5 separate regions of the Mus musculus genome follow, and all the other regions are linked to region 3. Evidence: chromatin contacts called from public HiChIP or PLAC-seq and promoter capture Hi-C data. All regions are on one chromosome and are shown on one strand. The core of a region is the stretch at or near the end of the contact, and the rest is flanking DNA. Distances in the headings are between cores, read along the strand shown.

What was found. Promoter capture Hi-C pulls out the DNA fragments that hold promoters and counts their contacts. HiChIP or PLAC-seq counts read pairs in DNA pulled down with a chosen protein or histone mark.
Region 1: an H3K4me3 HiChIP or PLAC-seq map of bone marrow-derived macrophages shows a contact between it and region 3, with 5 times the contacts expected there. The contact joins the promoter of Snx8 here to the promoter of Mafk in region 3. A contact is called at or near these places in 4 of 39 promoter capture datasets (the C10 cell line, cranial neural crest, frontonasal cranial neural crest and 1 more), 3 of 484 Hi-C or Micro-C datasets (bone marrow-derived macrophages, embryonic stem cells and muscle stem cells), 22 of 115 datasets of contacts at active chromatin or transcription factors (the 230-238 cell line, bone marrow-derived macrophages, craniofacial prominence and 15 more) and 2 of 9 other capture datasets (adipose tissue and embryonic stem cells).
Region 2: an H3K27ac HiChIP or PLAC-seq map of microglia shows a contact between it and region 3, with 6 times the contacts expected there. The contact joins the enhancer-like site here to the promoter of Mafk in region 3. A contact is called at or near these places in 8 of 115 datasets of contacts at active chromatin or transcription factors (bone marrow-derived macrophages, double positive thymocytes, embryonic basal ganglia and 5 more) and 3 of 9 other capture datasets (embryonic stem cells, liver and pancreatic islet).
Region 4: a contact with region 3 is called in a promoter capture Hi-C map of erythroid cells, with 6 times the contacts expected there. The contact joins the promoter of Dnaaf5 here to the promoter of Mafk in region 3. A contact is called at or near these places in 1 of 39 promoter capture datasets (erythroid cells) and 1 of 115 datasets of contacts at active chromatin or transcription factors (memory CD8 T cells).
Region 5: a contact with region 3 is called in an H3K4me3 HiChIP or PLAC-seq map of bone marrow-derived macrophages, with 3 times the contacts expected there. The contact joins the promoter of Mad1l1 here to the promoter of Mafk in region 3. A contact is called at or near these places in 10 of 39 promoter capture datasets (the 3T3-L1 cell line, 3T3-L1-derived adipocytes, the HPC-7 cell line and 8 more), 1 of 15 datasets of contacts at CTCF or cohesin (large pre-B cells), 2 of 484 Hi-C or Micro-C datasets (B cells and bone marrow-derived macrophages), 33 of 115 datasets of contacts at active chromatin or transcription factors (the 230-238 cell line, the NIH/3T3 cell line, the SCID.adh cell line and 23 more) and 2 of 9 other capture datasets (adipose tissue and liver).

The regions. Positions count from the first base shown.
Region 1 is chr5:140,388,051-140,390,750 of GRCm38.p6, reverse strand. It overlaps Snx8 (sorting nexin 8), which reads left to right and starts at 1,443. Exons shown (of 11, transcript NM_172277.3): 1 at 1,443-1,603. The coding sequence starts at 1,510.
Region 2 is chr5:140,348,686-140,351,385 of GRCm38.p6, reverse strand. All of the region lies in intron 7 of Snx8 (sorting nexin 8), which reads left to right. Among named protein-coding and RNA genes, the nearest start is that of Mrm2, 18 kb to the right of the region's middle. Within about 2 kb of position 1,280, at least 25 of the 459 cell types and tissues checked have an H3K27ac peak or open chromatin away from gene starts, as enhancers often do. A contact at or near this core is called in bone marrow-derived macrophages and microglia, where this site is marked.
Region 3 is chr5:139,790,178-139,792,877 of GRCm38.p6, reverse strand. It overlaps Mafk (v-maf musculoaponeurotic fibrosarcoma oncogene family, protein K (avian)), which reads right to left and starts at 1,342. Exons shown (of 3, transcript NM_010757.2): 1 at 1,166-1,342.
Region 4 is chr5:139,148,932-139,151,631 of GRCm38.p6, reverse strand. It overlaps Dnaaf5 (dynein, axonemal assembly factor 5), which reads right to left and starts at 1,397. Exons shown (of 13, transcript NM_001081265.2): 1 at 797-1,397; 2 at 1-149. The coding sequence starts at 1,385. It also overlaps a transcript of Prkar1b not described here.
Region 5 is chr5:140,320,121-140,322,820 of GRCm38.p6, reverse strand. It overlaps Mad1l1 (MAD1 mitotic arrest deficient 1-like 1), which reads left to right and starts at 1,269. Exons shown (of 18, transcript NM_010752.3): 1 at 1,269-1,314. It also overlaps a transcript of Nudt1 not described here.

The sequences.
Region 1 (2,700 bases), core at 194-2,693, 600 kb before region 3:
AAGAAAGGCCTTCCCTGATGGAGTCGAGACAGGGTTTCTCTGTAGCCCTGGCTGTCCTGGAACTCACTTTGTAGACCAGGCTGGCCTCAAACTCAGAAATCCACCTGCCTCTGCCTCCCGAGTGCTGGGATTAAAGGTGTGCGCCACCACACCCAACTGTTCTGATGGAGTCTTATTAATAACCCTCTTCTTCTCCCAGATATTTTTTTGCTTTTCCTTTACTTGAGATAATGTATCTATATGCAGTTTAGGTTGCCTTTCTTTTTTCTTTTTCTCCTTCTTTCTTTTTCCTTTCTTCTTCTTCTTCTTCTTCTTCTTCTTCTTCTTCTTCTTCTTCTTCTTCTTGTTCTCCTCCTCCTCCTCTTCCTCCTCCTCCTCCTCCTCCTCCTCCTCCTCCTCCTCCTTCTTCTTCTTCTTCTTCTTCTTCTTCTTCTTCTTCTTCTTCTTCTCTCTCTTCCTCCTCCTCTTCTTCTTCCTCCTCCTCCTCCTCCTCTTCCTCCTCCTGCAGTTCTAGACTCAGTCCTCATATTCAGCCCCGGGTCAGACACTGCTCCTGTGTGCTCTTACATCCTTGCTTCCCTCTGTCAGTCAGAGGGCCAGGCCTGGAGGTATGTATGTTCAACTTAGCTCCTAGGGAGGCTGAGGCAGGAGGATGTTCTGCCTTAGCTACAGAGTGAGTTCAAGGCTAGCCTGGCTAACTAGACCCCGAGTCAAAATAAATACATAAAGCTCAACGTCCTGGTGTGCATCTTCAATCCCAGCACTCAGGAGAGAGAGGCAGGCAGATCTTTGAGTTTGAGGCTAGCCATAGTGAGTTCCAGGACAGCCAGGGTTATATATTGAGACCCTATCTCCAACAATATACAAATAAATAATAAAGGGCTGGTGATACATAGCACAGTGGTAGAGGGCCAGCTCAGCATGTGGGAGCCTATGGGCTCAATCCCCAACAGAAAGGAGAATGGCCTGGTTATCTGCAAACAATTATGGAATGTTGTTCCTCATCAGTAATCTTCAGAGACCTATTATAGTCAGAAGACCTACTCTCTAGCCATGTTTCACGCTCCAAATCCCAGAAGGTACTAGAACACTGTTCTAATGTCCGTAGCACCTTTCACAGGGGCTGCCCCGGAATTCACAGAGCATGTGTGAGTGGGCAAGCGAATGCAAAAATGAATGGCAGCGTGGGTCAGAGGGTGGGCAAGAAGATGAGTAACAGCTGCTGGCTAAGAGCGGGGAGGTGGGTGCGCACTGGAGGGAGGTGGCACTAAGCAGCTGGGGCGGTACTCGCGCTAGCACTCAGTCTTGGACCAGAGCTGCTGAACGCTGCCCCGGCCGCGGCCACGTGGTTGGGGCGTGGCTCGTGGGTAGGGGCGTGGTCTTACTGCTTGGGGTGAGCGGAGGGGCGTGGCGAGGTTGGCATGGGCGTGGCCACGCCGGACAAGAGCTGGCGTGGGCGGGGCTGGCCGGGCGGGCGCGGGAGGAAGTCACGTGGGCGAGCGGGCTCACATGACTGGCCGCGCGATGGACCCGCTGCCCTCGCCGGCAGTCGCTGCAGCTGCTGAGGCGGAGGCTGACGAGGAGGCGGATCCGCCGGCGACAGGTAGGGCACGCGGCCCGATGGCCCTGTGCGGAGAGCCAAGTGCTTCACACTCGGGGACCACCTGTCAGTGCCACACCTCGCCTGGCCGGGGTGGGGGGGTGGACATTCTTGGGGCCAGCCTCTTCCCGCTGCTCCCTGGGACGCTGCTCTTCAGCCCTCCGTTAGCGAGCGGCCGTGTGGAGTTGCACCTGGGTCTTTTCTGACCCCACTTTGGAGACGTGGTCTAGAGAGTGGTTTATATTCATGTGTGACCATGTCCAGGGAAAGGGATGTGTCTTTGGTATCAGACTCTTTTTCCTGGGGTCCCCGGCTTTGTGGACTGTGGGGACGCATCCATGTGGCCAGAGGCGCAAGGGTGGAGCTGGGCCTGGTGTGTGCCAGCCAGGTCTGGCCAAGTGTCGCTGAGTATGGCCATCTAGAGCATTGGTGGAAAGACAGGTTCTTCTCTTGGGACGAAGGGTTTAGGGTAGTACTTTTAACCCCAGGGGAGGGAGGAGGATGTCAATGAACGCCTCTGAAGAATGGAGAGAAGGTGAAACTCCCCTCGGAGTTGGTCAACAGTCTTTGGGTCTTGTTGGGTAAAACATTGTATTTTTGAGGTTGTATGTTTGAGCCACCACTTAAGTCCCTATACCTGGGCGCCTTGAGAAAGGGAGACTGATCCAGAGCTACTTATGCCTTTTAAGAATGCTTTTTTAAAAAAATATTTCTAACTGTGTATATGTATGTGTGTGTGTGTGTGTGTGTGTGTGTGTGTGTGTGTGTGCGCGCGCGCCCTTGGAGGACAGATGTGTTAGATTCCCGAGAGGCCAAAGTTTCACCTGCCTGTTAGCCACTCAGTAGAGCTGCTGGGACCCAGACTCCTGTCCTCTGCAAGAGCTCTGGAGCCTGTGCTCTGAGCCCCTGCCTGACTCATAAAGCAATTCCTTGTGGCTTGTAGCAGTGGTGATGGGTTAGAGCTCTCTTGGCAAATTTGGGATCTTCCATATTACTTCCTAGAGAACTCAGCTAATGGCTGACGTTAGGAAGGATTTCGTCTAGATTTTTGACAGATCTTGGGCAGTGGTGTGACTTGTGTGTTAGTCACAGCCATGTAG
Region 2 (2,700 bases), core at 31-2,530, 560 kb before region 3:
GGAGGTTTCTTTCAAGTTATGTGTCTGGAGTGATCCACCTGCTGGGGACCTGGGGACTTTTCTTACTAGAGGACGGAAGCTCAGGTGTTGTGAGGTTTCTGTGGAAGAAGGACTTTGACTGCTTTGCTTGTGTGGAAAGTCCCTGATTTGTTTCCACTTCTGCTCCCAGAGCTGGTGTGCTCCCTTCAGAACTATGCCTATGGTTTTCTAATGTACGTGCAGTGCATGTGTGTTAGTTCATGTGTGTGTAGGTTCACATGTATGTGTTCACATGTATCAAGACGACTTCACATGCCATCCTTAAAGATGCCATCCACATCCTTTGAGACAGGGTTACTCATTGTCCTGGAGTTTACCAGTTAGGCTAGACTGGCTAATCATTAGGCAGGCCCCAGAGATGCTCTTGTCTCCTCCCAGCACTGGAAGGACAATCGAGAACCTCTGGACCCTGGACTGTCACTTGGATTCTGCGGACTTGGCTCCTCATCCTTCCAAGGGCAGTGCTTACACTCTGCCGTCTTTCCAACAGGCATCGTTGCTATCTTCTTCCTTGTTAATTAATTAGAGAAATAATCTTAGTCAAGTAGTGGTGGTCACACCTTTAATCCCAGCACTTGGGAGGCAGAGGCAGGCAGATTTCTGAGTTTGAGGCCAGCCTGGTCTACAGAGTGAGTTCCAGGACAGCCAGGGCTACACCCTTTCTAGGAAAAAAACAAGAAAAGAAAAAAATTTATGTATGTGTATGTGTGTGTATGTGTCTGTGTCTGTGTGTCTGTGTATGTGTGTGTATGTGTGTGTGTGTATTTGTACATGCACATGCATGCACATACCTATGGAAGGCGGAATCCTTCGTCAGATCCTATGAAGCTGGGATCTCAGTAGATTTAGAGCCACCTTCTGTGGGTGCTGGGACTGGACTTGAGTGCTCTGCAAGAGCAGCAACTGCTCTGTCAGCGAGCCCTCTCAGCCTCTCACTCAGGCTTAGGTCATTCCTTCCCACTCTCACTGCCCCTTTCTAAGGCAGAGAGGGCCAAGACTTGAGGTGTCAGGGCTTGGTGTGTTTTGTAGTGTGTATGCCATGGCTTTGCTGCAGCAACTTTGGTCTTTGAACCTGAGCTTCCCCACTGATCATATGTAAGAGGGTGGAACTAGATCATCAATGCAACTTGCATCTGTGTGAATTTGTGTGTTCGCTCGCACGTGTGGCGGTCAGGACAGCTTTGCAGAGCTGCTCTCCTCCCTTGTTGAAGCAGGGTTCCTTACTTCTGCTTATTTATGCAGCCTCGGAGCTTTTGAGTTTTTCCTGTTTCTGGTTCCAGGGTTTTTATGTGGTTTGGGGGTTGAATCGGGCTGCCGGGCTCGCTCACACAGTAGGTGCTTTTAACCGCTGAGTCACTTCACTGGCCACAACTATTTTCTTTCTTTTCCTCCTGCCTTCCCCCTTCAGATGCTGGTGTTAACAGCCTGGAGCACCATGCCCTTGCTGACTATTTTCTTTTTTTAAGTGTACAAATGTGCATGTGTGCACACGTGTGTGCGTGTGCCATGACATGTGGTTGTGGAAGCCCGAGAAAGGCTTGTGAGGTCAGTTCTCTTCTTCTACTCCTGTGGGCCATGGTCATGGAACTGGGGTCGTCAGCCTTGCGGGTGAATGCCCTAACCTGCTGAGCCCTCTTTCCTGCCCCAGGCTGCTTGCTTTTATCAGTGTAACTGTCCCGCAAGTGTGGTTTCAAGAAACATACATAAAGCTGTTTGTCACAGAGGCTGGACAGGCCTCTCTCTACTCAGCAGGAAGCCTCAGTCCTGGTGCTGGGTTCTGCACAGCACAGTATGAATATCTCTGTAGGTTCCTGTACTGGCTGGTTCTGTGTCAACTTGACACAGACTGGAGTTATCACAGAGAAAGGAGCTTAGGTGAGGAAATGCCTCTGTGAGATCTACTCTGGGACATTTTCTCAATTAGTGATCTAGTGGGGAGGGCCCATTGTGAGTTGTACCATCCCTGGGCTGGTAGTCTTGGGTTCTATAAGAAAGCGAGCTGAGCCGGGTGTGGTGGCGCACACCTTTAATCCCAGCACTTGGGAGGCAGAGGCAGGTGGATTTCTGAATTCGAGGCCAGCCTGGTCTACAAAGTGAGTTCCAGGACAGCCAGGGCTATACAGAGAAACCCTGTCTCGGAAAAAAAAAAAAAAAAAAAAAAAAGAAGAAGAAGAAAGCAAGTTGAGCAAGCCAGGGAAAGCAAGCCAGTTCAAAACATCCCTCCATGGTCTCTGCATCAGCTCCTGCTTCCTGACCCGCTTAAGTTCCAGTACTGACTTCCTTTAGTGATGAACAGCAGTATGGAGGTGTAAAACGAATAAACCCTTTGCTCCCCAGCTTGCTTCTTAGTCATGATGTTTGTGCAGGAGTAGAAACCCTGACTAAGACAGTTCCCAAGGACTTACTGATTCAGCTGCCTGGGCCTCCATTTTGAAGCTGGTCTGTCTGGAGTGCCAGATGGCGAATGAGTAGCTTAAGGCTCCTCCCAACCCTGTGTTTCTTTGACATTTTTTTACTTCTCTATTGCCTTAACTTAGGGGGATGCTTCCTGGATATTTCTCCCAGTCTTTATGTTGAAGTTAATGGAAGTTTGCTTTGCTTAGTTTAGGATCTTAGATTCGGGGTGATGGGGTGAGTTCTCACTTTGTTCCTGAAGCTGGC
Region 3 (2,700 bases), core at 93-2,592:
ACCTACTGTTTCAGTTTGGTTTTGTGTGACAGTGTCTCGCTATGTAACTAAGGCTGGTCTTGAACTAGCTAAGCAATCCAGGCTAACCTTAAACTCAAGATCTTCCTGCCTCAGACTCCCATGTGCTAGGAGTACAAGCATGTGCCACCATAACATAATGGCTTTAGACCAACACCTTTGAAAGAAGTTACCTGGCCCTAAAACACCAGCTCAAAGCATCAAAGTACCCACGTGCACTCCACCAGATACCTTCTGAAATGTTGCTGCCACAGTATGACCTCAGCAGTGCCAACCTCTGGGGTCCCAGGGCTAATTTTAGTGACTCCACAGGAGTGGAAGGGGTGAACTACCTACCAGCTGAGACACAAGCTAGCTTTTGAGGACTGAGTGTACTGAGTGCCTGTCCATCAATTGGAAGGCGAACTGTTAAAGTGCATCTGTGTTAGCAATGAGAGCTGTGTGAAAAGCGAGGCTCAGACTAACTTCCCTAGAGAAACAAGAGCACCAAGCAGCCTCACCTCCCAAATACCGACTGCGTTCTTACGGGGCAAGTTCTAGGAGGCTGGAGTGGCTGTTATCTCAAGGATACCAGAAGAGGAGTCTATCTCCCCCAAAGAGATCTAATCTAGGCACCTAGGACCCACGAGGCTTTCTTCACCTGTAATTTGCTAGAGTTTTTGCTTCTGATTTCTCGCCGCACGCTCGTAAACATGCACACTCTTAACACGCCTATCCGCTCACCCTACTAGGGAACCTCGCACTTCAGAGTTGGATGGGACCTTGGCCCCAGACCACACCTGAAGAAAGTGACGGAAGCGATAGGCTGGCCAAGACGGTCACCTGCCTCGCTCCCCACCCACAGCTTCCACATCCGGCACCGCTGGCCGGTCAGCTGATTAGAAAGTGACACCAGTTACTCAGGCCCTTTCGGGGTCCCGGCCGGGGGCGAGGTGGGGGCGAATTCTACGCCGACGGAAATGGCCAGGTGCGCACGGCTCCCGGGTGCCACTCTCCCGCACGTGGTGGGTCCCGTGTGGGCCTTGAGCTAGGTCCCGCGTGGCACGTGCTCGAGGCCCAGGCTGGGTCCCGCGGCCTTCGGGGTGCTCCTCCCGCAGGTGCACGAACTCTGGGTTCCCCTACCCAGTTCCCGAAGCCCCTCACTCACCCGGGTCGCGCGCGGGGCCGGGCGCGGCGGCTCCTTGCGGACACGCACTCTTCACAAGCGCTTCTGCTCTCGCGCTCCCCTTAGTCGCCGTCTCCGCCTGCGCGCTTCGGACTTCTCGTTCCGACTCGGCGAAGAACAACAAGTCCCTGCCACCCGCCGCCCGCCGCCGGCTCCCCAGTACTGACACCGCTTCCGGGATCGCGCGTCGAAGCGCGTCACCGCCCCGCCCCCGCGATGGCCACGCCCCTAGTGATCACGCCCCTGTTGCTCACGCTTCTTCGCTCACCAAAACCACGCCCTCTCTGGCCGCGCGTCGGCACCACGCCCCTGATGGCCACGCCCCTCGCTGCCCCAGTCCCTGGGTCCTCCTACATGCTTCCACGTGCAGTTGTCTCATTGCTGAGCTCCTGGCCCTGTCCATCCCCAACACACCCGGGGCGGGGTCTGTGCTCCTTTCCCAAGGTAGGGGGTGTCAGGCGAGCGTGACGCACACTGGGTATGGACCCCACGTTTCCTTGAACTTTCAGCCTGGGCATTATGTCTCTATGTCACCCACTGTCGTCTATGCTACTCACTGTGATCCTGAGGCTGCTGGAGCCTCCCCGGGTCTTGGCAGAGAGAATAGAGGCCAACTGGCTAGTGACCATGTTCTGGACCTAACACCAAGCCCACGTCAAGGTGGCGAAGTGGCTCAGTTACACCACATAATCAGCAAGGCAGATGCACCCTACAAAGGAGAAAGAGATATGTATGTAGCATCCTCTTCTGACCCATACCATGACCTTTTGATTTATATCTGAGACAGAGGTAAGGTCTCACTGTGCAGCTCAGAGTGGCCTGGAACACTTATAAAACTTTATTTTTTTTTTTTACTTATTTATATGTGTGTTCATATGTATGTGGATTGGTGTGCACACACTACCACGAATGTGTGGAAGTCAGAGGGCAACTTTAGGGAATCTGTTTTTTCTTTCCACTTTTGGGTTCCGAAAATTGAACTCAGACTTGGTACCTTTACCCACTGAGCCACCTCACTGGCACTGTCTTGAAGCTCTTAATCCTTCTGCCTTCACCCTAAGTGCCTTCACCTAAGCCTGCCCCTCCCCCTCCCCCTCCCCCTCCCCCCTTCTCCCTCTCCTCCCTCCCTCTCCTCCCTCCCTCTCCCTCTCCCCCTCCCCCTCCCCTCCCCCTCCCCCCTCTCCCTCTCCCTGTAAGCAATGGATAGTGTCTTAGTTAGGTTTTTACTGCTGTGAATAGTCACCACGACCAAGGTAACTCTTATAAGGACAACATTTAGTTAGGGCTGCCTTATAGGTTCAGAGGTTTAGTCCATTATCATCAAGGATCATGGTAGCATCCAGGCAGTCATGGTGCAGGCAGAGCTGAGAGTTCTACATCTTCATCTGAAGGCTGCTAGGAAGACTGACTTCCAAGCAGTAAGGATGAGGGTCTTAAAGCCCACACCCACAGTGAGACACCTATTCCAACAAGGCCATACCTCCTAATAGTGCCACTTCCTGGGCCTAACATATTCA
Region 4 (2,700 bases), core at 148-2,647, 640 kb after region 3:
GGAAAGGACATCATCCACCGAGTTCCCACTGCCAAACTGGATCACAGTGCCCGTGGCTTCGATAACGGCTACCCGGACCTTCCAGTGCTGGTGGGAGATGGTCTGCATCAGGGGGCCTATCAAGGACTCCGATTGCATGTGGAAGTGCTCTGTGGGATTAGGGAGGCTGCTGGTTATGCGATACAGCTGCATGGGGCCCTGTTCTGTGGCTACCATCAAACCTTCCTCTGGCCTCTGCTAGCCTCAGCTCCCACTTTTTCTCTCCAATGGTGCTGGGAGCTGCTTATGCTCCAGGCATCCGGAGGGATATATACACCTATTTCACAAAGTTGGCTCCCCCCTACCCCCGGGAAGACTTTAAACACTAGGTAGGGCCTCTTAACTTTTCCAAACTCTAGTCTAGAAGGAAAAAAGGGAAAAAGCCCTGATCAAGCAGGGCTGTAGATAGAGGGTAGAAATAAACGAGAAGCAGCCTCCCTTCATCCAGGAAGTTAGTGACCCGTGTCAGAGACAGAGAAGACACTGGAGTAAAGAAACTGAGTTGAGTTGTCCTTTCCCACATGAGTCCCATAACCCAGCATAAAAATGATCATGAAATGGGTGTGACACAGGTCTGAGAGTCTAGCACTTTAGGCTGAAGTAGAAGCAGCGTTATGTTTGACACCAGCCAGGGCTACATGGTGAGATCTCTTGTCTCGTGCCCCCTCCCATCGGAAATGACCTTACGAAGGAACCAGCCCACTTTAGTTCAGTTTCTGGACATCTAGGTAACCAGGGAAGCGGATAGGACGCTCACCCGGAGTGGCACGGGCCAGAGCGGCTGCGCACTCGCAGCCCTCCCGGCGCACCGCAGCGAAGGGGTCGAGCAGCGCGGCCCGCAAGGCGCGCACGGCGTCGTCCAGGTGGGGCGCGAGCGCGGCGCCGCCCAGGTCTACGGCGAGGTGGAGCAGCTGCACGAGGGCGAGACGCAGCTCCTCGCAGGGCTCCGGCGGCGGCCGCGCGAGTTCAGGTCGGGCCAGGCGTGCGCTGAGCGCCGGCAGCAGACGCGGCAGAGCGTCGCGGGGCCGCGCGGCGCGGCGCAGGCCAAGGTCGAGCAGGTGAGCGGCCAGCGCGCGGCAGCCCTCGGCCGGATCGCTTAGAAGCCGCAGCAGGCGCGGCAGCAGCAGACGGGCCCAGGGGCCCTGGAAGGCCGCGGAATCCGCGCCGGGCCGCACCGCCTCTTCCAGTACCTGCTCCAGAGCCTCCAGAGCGCGCCGCCGCCCCAGCTTACTTTCCGTCTCCAGCCCCGGTAGCAGGCGGCTTAGCGCGCGGGTCAGTTCCGCGGCTTCAGCCGCCTCGGTTAAGCCCGGGGCCGCGGCCACCTCCGCCTCCGCCGGCGCCGCCATCTTGAGCGCGTTGCCTGTCTCCAAGGGAACCGGCGCTAGTACGATGGTCCGAGCACGCTTTACGGCAAGACTTCCGGCTGCCTGGGTTGCTCGAGGCTGAGTGTGCGCCCCTTAGGAGTGATGCTGGGGGAGGGGCAGGGAGTAAGGGAGAGGCGGGGCCAGGGAAGTGGGCGGGCAAAGGGCTTAGAGGGCGGAGTGACGGGCAGGAGGACGAGAGAGGCTAAGAGAAGCAAGTGTAATTGGCTAGGTCCGGGAGTCTGGGGTGGGGCGCGAACCTTGAGGGCGAGGCAGAAGACAGCAAGCTCGGCAAGGGCCTTGGGCGAAAGAGGTAGTGGGCGGTACGAGGGGGTTGGTAGGCGGGACACGGGCCTCTTGGGTAGGGGCTTAGTGTAAAGAGAGGGGAATAAGGGATAATGGGAGGGGAAAGAACCAAATAGGCGGGGTGTGGACTTCGGGAGCATTGCAGGAGGTGGCAGGCGGAGCCCTGGTTTTGTGGGCGGGGCGAAGAATAAGGGTCTACGGGAAGGAGGCGGGGCAAGGAGTAGTGGGTTGGATGGGGGGGTAGGTGGGCGGGGCATGGGCCGCGCAGCTGGCTGACAAGTTTCAATAATAGGTGGGGTGCAGGTTTGGGGAAGGGACATAAAGCTCGAGGGAGGGGTGGGGGTCTGAGTAAGGTGAAGCGTGAGGATTGAGGTGCCTGAGACAAGGGCTGACAGGTGGGACGCAGGCCTTAGGGCGTGGCAAATGGCTAGGGGCGAGGCCAAGAGTGGGGCTGTCCTGTGCCTGAGTCTGGAACTTGGCCTGAGTGGCCAAGCTTCTGCAAGCCTGCACCTTCAGGTTCCTTTCCTCAGGGGCAGCTTAAGCTGAGGTTCTTTCTAATGGTGTAGATATGGCTGATCCTTACTGGGTTCCTCAGAGGTCATGAAGAAGTCAAGTGTGAATCTGCCACACGGTCTGACCTCAGTTTAGACATGAGGTATGCTCGATGGCTGGAAGTGTTTTTTTAGGGGGTCAGAGATGGTATTGTCAGTGGTCAGGACCCCCCACTGGGCACTTCCTAGGCCTGACTCAGTGCTGCATGACTTGGGCATCCAAACGAGTCACATCTGAGAACAGGCTTATAATGTTAGGGGTTGGGTTTTGTAACAAATTTGGCCTTTTTTTGTTGTTGACATTAGTTTTGTGGGAAATTGGTGTGAACCCTTAGGTGTTTTGAATGTGGCGTGGAAGCTTTAGGGGAACCATGTAAAATTGCTTAGGGTGGCAAAAGAGTTGTGAAGAGAGGTGACTGGCCAAGCAAAGGCTTGGTGTTAGA
Region 5 (2,700 bases), core at 20-2,519, 530 kb before region 3:
TAGCCTTGAGTTCCAGGACAGCCAGGGCTACACAGGGAAACCCTGTCTTAAAAAAACCCCAAACAAGGGGCTAGAGAGATGGCTCAGCCGTTAAGAGTACTGACTGCTCTTCCAAAGGTCCTGAGTTCAAATCCCAGCAACCACATGGTGGCTCACAACCATCCGTAATGAGGTCTGACTCCCTCTTCTGGAGTGTCTGAAGACAGCTATAGTGTACTCAAATGTATTAAATAAATAAATTGTTTATTATTTATTAATATTATTTATTAATATCAATAAATAAAATTATTTAAAAAACCCAAAACAAAAACAACCAAACAACCAAAGCAAACCAAGCCATTGGTGGTGGGCCAGAGAAATGGCTCAGGTTAAGATCACCAGGTTCAGTGCTCAGCACACACATGTTGGCTCACAGACATCTAACTCCCGTTCCAGAGGCTCTGCTGACCTCATCTGGTCTCTATGGACATCATGCATGCACATGAAACACCCATACACAAAATAAAATAATAAAACATAAAAAACCGGCCTGTTGGAAGATTTAAGTAGGCAGTTACACCAAAGAGAAATACCAGCTATATGCTTCTGATGCTGTCCGGGGGATTTTGGTTGGTAGAAACCGGGTTTTAATTTATTCCAAGAGGTTTTTATTCATTAGTCACAACACGTTAGAGCTGACGCAGAGGCAGGAAAGCAACGGGTAGGAAGGAGGCTAAAGACATAGCCCCTAGACAAATTTCATCAGGCTCTGGACCCGCAACGTGAAGGACTTCTTCCCAGGACTTCTCATTCACAAAAGAAAGAAAGTGAAACAAGCTAACCAATCAAAACAGTGCCCAAACAAAACAACCTGTGTATACAAAGTGGCAAGATTCAGAGGCAACGCAACTTTCCAAAACTTTGTTCCCTTTCCGAGCGTGCCCAGCAGTTGTGCGGCAAGCCTTTAATTCCAGGGAGGCAGAGGCAGGCACGGGTGGATCTTTGTGAGTTCGAGGCTACACAGAGAAACATTGTCTCAAAAACAAAAACAAACAAACCTTTCCTCCTGCGCGGTGCTATTCCATACATTACGGCGCACCCCGGGGCAGTGGAAGAGCGCCCTGCGGGACAGGCAGCCGGGCCCAGTTTGGTTCCGGGTCCCCTGGCGGGACTGCGGTTTGTTCTCAGGCTACGCCCGTGGAGCACATATTTAATTCTTTACGGGCCGTTTTCTCAGATCTCGCGAGACCCCGGCGGAAGTCTCGCGATATATAGACACCGGCGGAGAGGAGGGAGATCTGAGCGGCTGCTGCAGCACCGGGCTCCTCAACTGAGGTAAGGGACCCGGTGGCGGGATCTGCGAGCGCCCCAGGCGCCTCGCGCCCTGCCCGACCGTAACGAGGCCACGGGAGGGAGCTGTCTGCTGCCATCGACACGCATGCATTCTGAGTCGGTCCTGTCGCGCGCCTTCCCTTTGCCGGGTCCCCCGTGTCTCCCTCCCGGGGCCGCTCTGGACGGTCTCCCACCCCGGTGTCCCGCTGCAGAGCCTGGGGTGGCGGGCCTGGACCGGGACCGGGACGGGGGCGGGGGCGGAGGGGACAGCGTGGCCCACTGTGGGCTGAAGGGCTCCCGGGGTTGGAGTCGGTTATTTTGTAGGTCCCAGGGATCGAACTCAGGTTGACCAGTCTTGGTGGCAAGCCCCGGTGAGCGCTGAGTCGCATGTCAGGCCCACTGTGTGTGTGTGTGTGTGTGTGTGTGTGTCTGTCTGTCTGTCTGTCTGTCTGTTTGTTTTTGGCAGTACTGTTGATTGACCAAGGAACTTATGCATTCTACCACTGAGCTATGTCCCCAGTCCTTTTAAAAATTAATTAATCGGCTAATTAATTGATTTGTGTGTGTTTGCATATATATACCAGGCTTCCTGTCGAGGTTGGAGGATAACTTAATTCTCTTCTTCTTCCATATGGGTCCTAAAGATGGAACCTTGCTTGTCTTGTCTTGCCCTAAAGTGCCTTTACAGATTGAGTTGTTTTCAGTCCCCATTCTCGCAGAGCAGTACGCTAAGCAGTCACCTACTCTGCTGCCTCCTCAGCCCAATCCTTACTTTTTCTTCTTAATTTTTATTCTGTGATGGGGCTTCCCAAGTTTTCCGGGCTGATCTTGAACTTGCCACCAGCCCTTGAATTTGTCTCAGCCTTCTGAGTACCTGGGATGACAGACCTGTGTCACCAAGTGCTAGGTTCTCAGGCTGTCCCTTGGCTGAAACCAGAAAGAAGGTGTGTGTGTCCCTGTTAACTCAGGAGCCATCCAGAGCAGCTGGTGTCCTGGAAAGTCTGCTGTCTGGAAGTTCAGGGTTCTTGTGGAGAGGGTACAACTTGAGGTGGCGCTTTAGTTACCTGTGTGGTGTCGTGGCTTCTGAAACCGCAGCCCTTCATTCTTGTGTGTTAATGGCAGAGTTCTTGTGTTGGTCCGAAGAGGGAGGACAGAAAGTGTGTCTTGGTGAGCAAAGGCCCACTTCTCCCACTGTGCCTGTTGTCCACCTGGCCACTAGCTTCGCTTTGTCATATGTGTAATTGGGGTGCACACCACGGTTCTTGTAAGTGGGAAATTCAGAAGAAATTTCTGCAAAGTTACCCCCCCCCCCCACACACACCCGTTTTGAGATTGGGTCTAGCTGTATTTTTAGGTTTTTGTATAACCCAGGCTGGCCCATGACTTGTG